Linked DNA regions of Mus musculus: region 2 is linked to region 1. A link is a contact called in public promoter capture Hi-C data. All regions are on one chromosome and are shown on one strand. The core of a region is the stretch at or near the end of the contact, and the rest is flanking DNA. Distances in the headings are between cores, read along the strand shown.

Region 1 (4,001 bases), core at 788-3,287:
GCATTGGCTGATCTTCTAGAGGAGCCGGGTTCAATCCCCAGCACACACAGCGCAGCTTACAACTGTTTGCAACTCCAGTTCCAGAGACTCCCACATCCTCACACAGACATACATGTAGGTAAAACACCAATGCACATGAAATAAAAATAATTAAAAAACATACTTATTGAGTACCTCGTAGTAGATTGAGGCATCTAAGAGGCTGCACGTCTCCCTGGAAGCAAGAGCTAACAGTGCCGATGGGCTTTTATTCTTTTCATTTACACTCTTTCATTACACACTGGAAGGTGGGACAGACCTGCTCACTTCAGCACCCTGCCAGTTAAACAGAACCCCCTTCTGGCAGAAGCCTGGTCCAAGTCTGGTGAACGTTTACAAGGAAAGCAGGCAGTCAGCAACTGAGCTTTATCCACAAGCACTGACTCTCAGATATAAACTGACAGTCGCTTTATCCTGGGAGCCTCCCTGGGAGCATCCAGTGACGTGTGTGTGTGTGTGTGTGTGTGCGTGTGCGTGTGCGTGTGTGTATAAGAGAGAGAGGGGGGGGGGCCGGGTGTGGTGGCGCACGCCTTTAATCCCAGCACTTGGTAGGCAGAGGCAGGCGGATTTCTTGAGTTCGAGGCCAGCCTGGTCTACAAAGTGAGTGCCAGGACAGCCAGGGCCACAGAGAAACCCTGTCTCGAAAAACAAAAACAAAAAGAGAGAGAGAGAGAGGGAGAGAGAGAGAGAGAGAGAGTGTGTGTGTGTGTGTGTGTGATTGAGTGTGAGTGTGTGTGAGAGAGAAAAAGTGTGTGTGAGAGAGAGAGAAAATGTGTGTGTGTAAGAGAGAGTGTGTGTGAGAGAGAAAAAGTGTGTGTATGAGAGAGAGAGTGTGTGAGAGTGTGTGTGTGATTGAGTGTGAGTGTGTATGAGAGAGAAAGAGTGTGTGTGAGTGTGTGTACGTGCACACCAGCTCTTGTCTCTGCTCTTTGGAACAGTCCTGAGCTGTCTTGTGTTCACAATGACCCAGGAAACGTGCTCAGAACCCCGGGCCACTGAGAAGAACCTAAGCCATGTTATTTGACAGCAACTGAGATGCAAGCAAGCTTTGCAGTAGTTTGTTAGCATGGCAGCTGGGTTTTCAATGCTCTGCCACATTAATTAATTAATTAACACATCAGCTCCTGCCACTAGGTTCCTTCCATGTTTTGACTTCCTGTCTTGACTTCCTTCAGTGATGAACAGTGATGTGGAAGTATAAGCCAAATAAACTCTCTCGTCCCCAAGATTGCTTGGTCATGTTGTTTACCACAGCAATAGAAACCCTGTGACATGTCACTTGATTTGAGTTCAAGTCTCAGCAACCACATGGTGGCTCACAACCATCTATAATGGAATTTGATGTCCTCTTCTGGTGTGTCTGAAGATAGCTACAGTGTATTCATATGCATAAAATAAGTAAATAAATTTAAAAAGATGTAGAACTCTCTTTCTGCTCCTCCTCCAGTGCCACGCCTGCCTGGATACTGCCTTGATGATAATGGACTGAACCTCTGAACCTGAAAGCCAGCCCCAATTAAATTTGTTCTTTTAAGAGTTTCCTTGGTTATAGTGTCTGTTCACAGCTGTAAAAGTAACTAAGACAGTTACTTACGGGAGTAGGGGCTGACTCAAAGGCAGCTGGAAAGCCAGCCCACGCAACCCACGTGAAGACTCATGACAGCTGGGACCCGGGAACTCTGAGAAACTCAGAGTTGGCCCGCTGGGCTGCTCAGAATCCTCCAGAGGTAACTGGGAGCCAACGCTTGTGGACCAGGCTAGTTTCACTTTCTCAGAAACCTGCTTGTTTACATCCTGAGTCCAACCTTCTCCCTCACCTCCTGGGGGAGGTCTCAATTCTCTGATGTCCAAAAAGCTGCAAGCTCTGGGAAGATGGTGCTTTAGCGGCAAGCTGGCTGCGCTTCCGAGCTTCAGGGCCATTGTTACCCTCAAAGCTTCTGGTCGGCTGCAATACCGATTAGGATTTGTGCCTGCAGTTCCACAGATAGCCTGCAGGCGGCTCTCCTGGTCTATGAAACTATGAGTACACCCACGTGATTTGAACATGACAAGGAAAACAGGAAACCACACTGTTGTCAAAAAGTGTGCCTCTTACCCGGGCGGTGGTGGCGCACGCCTTTAATCCCAGCACTTGGGAGGCAGAGGCAGGCGGATTTCTGAGTCCGAGGCCAGCCTGGTCTACAAAGTGAGTTCCAGGACAGCCAGGGCTATACAGAGAAACCCTGTCTCGAAAAAAAAAAAAAAAAAAAAAAAAGTGTGTCTCTTTCACAACACTTCCAAAATTGTTACAAGCCATTTGGGAAATTCTAGGTCAGCGATGACAACCTTTAAAGAATTTTTAAAAAAAGATTTATGTATTTATTATACACTGTAGCTGTCTTCAGACACACCAGAAGAGGGCATCAGATCTCATTACAGATGGTTGTGAGCCACCATGTGGTTGCTGGGATTTGAACTCAGGACCTCTGGAAAAGCAGTCAGTCCTCTTAACCGCTGAGCCATTTCTCTAGCCCAGAATTTATTATTATAGCCTGTCGAGATGTTATTAAAACCTTGGCATGGTGTCCATGTCTTTAATCCCAGCACTAGGGTGGGGTGGGGACCGAGGCAGGCAGATCTTTGGAGTTCTAGGCCACCTGGGTCTACATAAGAGTTCCAGAACAACTGGAGCTACACAAAACCTTGAAAATAAATAAACATGTGTGTGTGTGTGTGTGTGTGTGTGTGTGTATAAAACCATATCCAAAAATTTATCAGTATGTGTGTTTGCTTAACTCAGATCCTCTGGAAGAGCAGTCAGTGCCCTTAAACGCTTAGCCATCTCGCCAGCCCCCGAGTTCTACATCTTCATTTGAAGGCCGCTAGGGGAAGACCTAGTGTGGTTAGGAGGCTCTCATTGCCCATCCCCACCGTGACACACTTCCTCTAAAAAAGCCATGCCCACTCCAGCAAAGCCACACTTCCTCATAGTGCCACACCCTGGGCCGGCTGTATTCAAACTATCTCAGTTCTCATTACTTGTACTTCTGGTAACCCAGCAAAATCTCACTGGCTCACCAAGGTGGACTTTGGTGCCACTGTTACTTTTGTCTGCCATGGGTTCACATTTTGAGGCGAGAAGAGGGGTGTCAAGTCTACCAGGACAATCCTGTCACACAACATGGGTGTACATTCGAATTTAGCAAGCTGTAAGCAGGGAAAACGGCAGGAGGGGCTGGTGGGTCACAAGGGAGCTGTTCAGATCAGCTCTACCTTTGCTGATAGTTACTCTGATATGGAAACACTCTAAAGGAGGTGCAGGATGCTCAGGGACCCTTACCGTACCACACCAGTGCCAATAAGACTCACCCTGCATCTGTAGATGCACACAGAAATGCCCCTCCACTTACAAGGATTCAGAGAACACCCCAGAAACAGTAGCTGTACTACTTTAAATTAAGCCTGGCTTTCCTGGCTTAGTGCAGCCTGGCTTGTTGCCTGCAGACTGTGCCGATTGGACAGACGAGGATGAGTAAAGATGTCGGCCAGCAAGAGGCAGACCCTCTGCATCCATTCATGAATATGCACTATTGGCTTAGACCTTGGCTCCTTATATCAACCAGGCAATCACAGCCTCTGTTTGATTTACTTAAAGGTGGAAAGGATTCCTTCTCTCTTCTCTCCCAACAGCCAGAGAGATCATTTGTTCTATTAAACACCATGTTACATACACCTGCCTCGCTATGATCCACAACACCCAATCCGGGTCTTCATATTCAAATCTTGCCCTAACGGGGACCCTAGAATGGCTCCATACGCCAACAGGGAGAGCCCCTCAACTACTAACAGAGGTTGACACTTTATCCACTATAATTAGGACAGGAAGAGAGAGCACCTTAAAAGCTATAGGTAAAGAACCTGGTGTAGCCGGGCGTGGTGGCGCAAGCCTTTGATCACAGCACTCGGGAGGCAGAGGCAGGCGG
Region 2 (4,001 bases), core at 742-3,241, 550 kb after region 1:
CCAGGCATGCCAATTGTCACCCCTCTGTCCATCGGTGACCCTCTAAGAGCTCCAAGCTTGTTCATAATGTCACCTGTGTGCCACTGTCCTCAAGTCTGAGTGTCTAATCCCTTTCTTCAGGTGTGGCCAACCTTGGGCCTCCAAGTTCTCGCTGGCTCCAGGTTGCCAGTTATTTATTTCCTTATAGCCTCCGCTCCAACACACTCAGTATGGATGCTCTGCCCAGCTGACATTTGGGCCAAGATCCTGTTTCCAGCTGGTGCACTCCGCTGCCCCTTCTTAGCAGCCTCTCTGGGATATGCTCCCAACAGACCTTAGGCAATGCCTCTTGTGCTTGCGTGTGCACATATGTGTGTGTGTGCATGTACATGCATGTGAGCACACACACACATGGCCCTTGCACTAAGGTGAACCTAACCCCTGAGTGTGCACCAGCTAGGCTGTTTATTCTTGGTCTCTAACTCCTGAGTGTTACCTCCAGTAAATCCCTTGAACACGAGTCCCTGCTCGTGATTGTACTTCCTGGTAACCCAGTCTCAAACACCTACCAAGCCATGTTCCTTTTCCTTTCTCCTCAAGCCTACCCCTCGAGGCCCATAACCTGAAGTTCATCATGAGACCAACCATCTATCCCAATGTGTTTCCTAGCAACTGCTTCCCGCATCTCATCTCTTTGCTTCTGTGTCTCCTCCTTCCGGCCAGCTCATGGAGACAATGTCCTTCTCTGGCTACTTCTTCTGTCTCTTCCCCCCTCCTTCAGGTTCAGCACACACGTGTGTCAGATTAAAATTCTAAAATGCCTCTGATTTGTCTCCCTACAGAAAAGTTCACTGCCTGGAGCAGCCAAATGGCAAGAGATAAAAGATTCTTTTGTCTGCTTTCCAAGATCCTCGGAGAGAGGCGGACCTCCACCTTGTTTACTTAACTTCATTTGTCTGTATTCCTGTCTCGATTCCAGTCAGACCCTTCATAGTACAAACTCCCTTCCTTCCTGGAACCCCAACTTGCCTTTCCCTCTCCTACAGGTTTCCGAGTACTGCTCCTTCGTGGGTGGGGTGGCCAGCTGCCTAGGCCATCCCAGGATCCACCCTCCTCTTCCCAGTTTCCCCAGGACACACAGCCAACTGCAATTCAATCCTCTCTAGGCCTCCACCTGAAGCCAGATGGGGCTCAGGACTTCATTTCAGTCCCTTTGAAATATGCACAGCCATGACTTTCTTCTGTCAGTGATCCTAAGAGGAGTGTGGTCGGGCAGTGGTGGCGCATGCTTTTAATCCCAGCACTTGGGAGGCAGAGGCAGGTGGATTTCTGAGTTCAAGGCCAGCCTGGTCTACTGAGTGAGTTCCAGGATAGCCAGGGCTACACAGAGAAACCCTGTCTCAAAAAACCAAAAACCAAACAAACAAACAAAAAAAAAGGATTTGAATTCCTAAGAAGAGTGTGTCCCACCTACTAGCAGGAGGGTGGAACTCAAGCTGCCATCTTGTGTGGGCCTTCCTATTCTCTTGGATCGTCAACCGATTCAATTCAAGAAGGCAGTGGGAGCCAAGAAGAGTAAGGGTAGGAAGCCATGTGAGTATGAACTGTGAATGACCACACCGGAACCAGCTATAAGGAGGCAGATCCACTTTACCTGGGATGATTCCAGGCTTATAAGGTTTTGGAGGACTTGGGGTAGGAACACTCAGAATAGCAAAGTTCATGGGCTGGAAGCTTAGGGTGTCAGGAATGCCTCATTGGCATGAAGAAGCATTTCAAGAATCTCAGGTACTAGCTGAACAGATTTATCAGGAGAAAGAAAAGTGCTCTGTAATCTAACTGAGGCTACTTGACATTCCTCAGGTAGAGGTATGTGTGAGAGCTTAGAATTCCCCAGACAAGGTCAGAGAGGGAAAATCCTGCCAATGAAGGGAATCTCCAATGTTGTGCAGAGGTTATCCGGTCTTAGTGGACTTTGACCTACATTAGCAGTTTTCCCACAGTCTTGATCCACGCAGATTCTATTCTGCCAGACGCTGAGGATAGTGAGGCCACGGCTAGAGCAGCTGCCCTCACTGATCTGCCTTTATCTGGACTTTGTTTCTGTCATGGAGAAGTATGTTTGTAGCTAGAGTTTATAGCTGTCCCACTCACAGCCAAACCTCTCCTGTCTGGCACACAGTCCTCCACTGCTCAGCTCACATCTATGAAGGAAAGAAAGGACCAAAGTGTCTGCCTGGGATCAGGGTGGAGGGGCCCTGATTTGCTTCACTTCTGATTTCTGTGCTATAAACGCTTGTATCTAGGTCAGCTCTAAGTTGAGAGATGATTCCGAGGGTCAGGGCACTTGTCACCAAACCTGAAAACCTGAGTTCAATTCCTGGAACACACAGTAAAAGGAAAAACTCAACTCTTCTTGGTTATCTGTGTGCATACCACGGCATACACTCACATAAATAATCAGAGTAAAAAAATAAGGAGAGATGACTCCATTGTTAAAAGCTCGTATTGCTTTTTTCAGAGGACTGGGGTTTGGTTCCTAGTGCCATGTGGCAGTTCACAACTGCCTGTAATCCCGGTCCCAGAGGACTCAACCCCTTCCTCTGGCCTCCTTGGGTACCAAGCATGTATGTATGTGCTTGCATACAGAAGTCATACACGCCGGGCGTGGTGGCGCACTCCTTTAATCCCAGCACTTGGGAGGCAGAGGCAGGAGGATTTCTGAATTTGAGGCCAGCCTGATCTACAGAGTGAGGTCCAGGACAGCCAGGGCTACAGAGAAACCCTGTCTTGAAATGCCCCCCCTCAGCCGGGCGTGGTGGCGCACGCCTTTAATCCCAGCACTCGGGAGGCAGAGGCAGGCGGATTTCTGAGTTCGAGGCCAGCCTGGTCTACAAAGTGAGCTCCAGGACAGCCAGGGCTATACAGAGAAACCCTGTCTCGAAAAACCAAAAAACCCAAAAACCCAAAAAAAAAAAAAAAGAAAAAAAAAAAAAGAAATGCCCCCCCCCAAAAAAAGAAGAAGTCATACACATAAAAATAAATACATATTTTAAAATAATAATTAAAATAGCCTTAAATTGTCAACATGGTGTATCACGTAGCTCTGGGGAGCTGACATGGCCAACTCTAGCATACACCAGTGAACAACAAGGGCTAGAGGAAGACAGACAACTGACACAGCTTACCACACACACTCCTCACAACAAACACTTTCCACGCAGGGTCTCCCTCAATCTTTATGTTCAGCACTGAGAGTAAGTAAAGCTAAACTTGTTTAACACTCATCATTTTAGGAAAACTTCAGCACAGAGGGCTGGAGAGGTAACTTAGTGATTAAACGCATTGGTTGCTCTTCCAGAGGACCCAGGTTCAATTCCCAGCACCCACACAGTAGCTCACAACTGCCTAAAATTCCAGTTCCAGAGGATCTGCTCTGAAGGATCTGAGCTCATGTGCGGCACATAAGCTCACACAATTATACACACATTCAATTAGAAATAAAATTCAATTCAAATAGAAGGTTAGAAAAATAAATAATTCAGGAGGTGGTGATGCATAACTTTAATCCCACACTCAGGAAGTAGAAGTGTCATTTCTCTGAGTTCAAGGCCAGCCTGGGCTACAGAGCGAGTTTCTGGACAACTAGGCCTACAGAGAAACACCCTGTCTCAAAAAAGGAAAAAAAGAAAAAAGAAAGAAAGAAAAAGAATGGATTTCTGAGTTCGAGGCCAGCCTGGTCTACAAAGTGAGTTCCAGGACAGCCAGAGCTATACAGAGAAACCCTGTCTTGAAAAACCAAAAAAAGAAAGAAAGAAAGAAAGAAAGAAAGAAAAGAAATACAAGTTACTAGGGGAAATAGGAATGCTGTGGGTGTTTTCTGCATCTGACCATCTTACACACATTCTCACCTTTGCTGGTAGCAATTGCTGGGTTCTTGTGAGGAGCCATCTGTGTGCAATACCTGTAACTCCAGTGGGAGATAGAGGGAGGAGAATCATGGAATTCAAGATCACAGACTG

What was found. Promoter capture Hi-C pulls out the DNA fragments that hold promoters and counts their contacts.
Region 2: a contact with region 1 is called in a promoter capture Hi-C map of liver, with 2.4 times the contacts expected there. The contact joins two enhancer-like sites. A contact is called at or near these places in 3 of 39 promoter capture datasets (cranial neural crest and liver) and 3 of 115 datasets of contacts at active chromatin or transcription factors (bone marrow-derived macrophages, microglia and pancreatic cancer cells).

Annotation. Positions count from the first base shown.
Region 1 is chr17:35,256,309-35,260,309 of GRCm38.p6, forward strand. No RefSeq gene overlaps it. Among named protein-coding and RNA genes, the nearest start is that of H2-D1, 4.8 kb to the right of the region's middle. Within about 2 kb of position 2,038, at least 185 of the 459 cell types and tissues checked have an H3K27ac peak or open chromatin away from gene starts, as enhancers often do. A contact at or near this core is called in liver, where this site is marked.
Region 2 is chr17:35,802,255-35,806,255 of GRCm38.p6, forward strand. No RefSeq gene overlaps it. Among named protein-coding and RNA genes, the nearest start is that of Ier3, 17 kb to the right of the region's middle. Within about 2 kb of position 1,992, at least 19 of the 459 cell types and tissues checked have an H3K27ac peak or open chromatin away from gene starts, as enhancers often do. A contact at or near this core is called in liver, where this site is marked.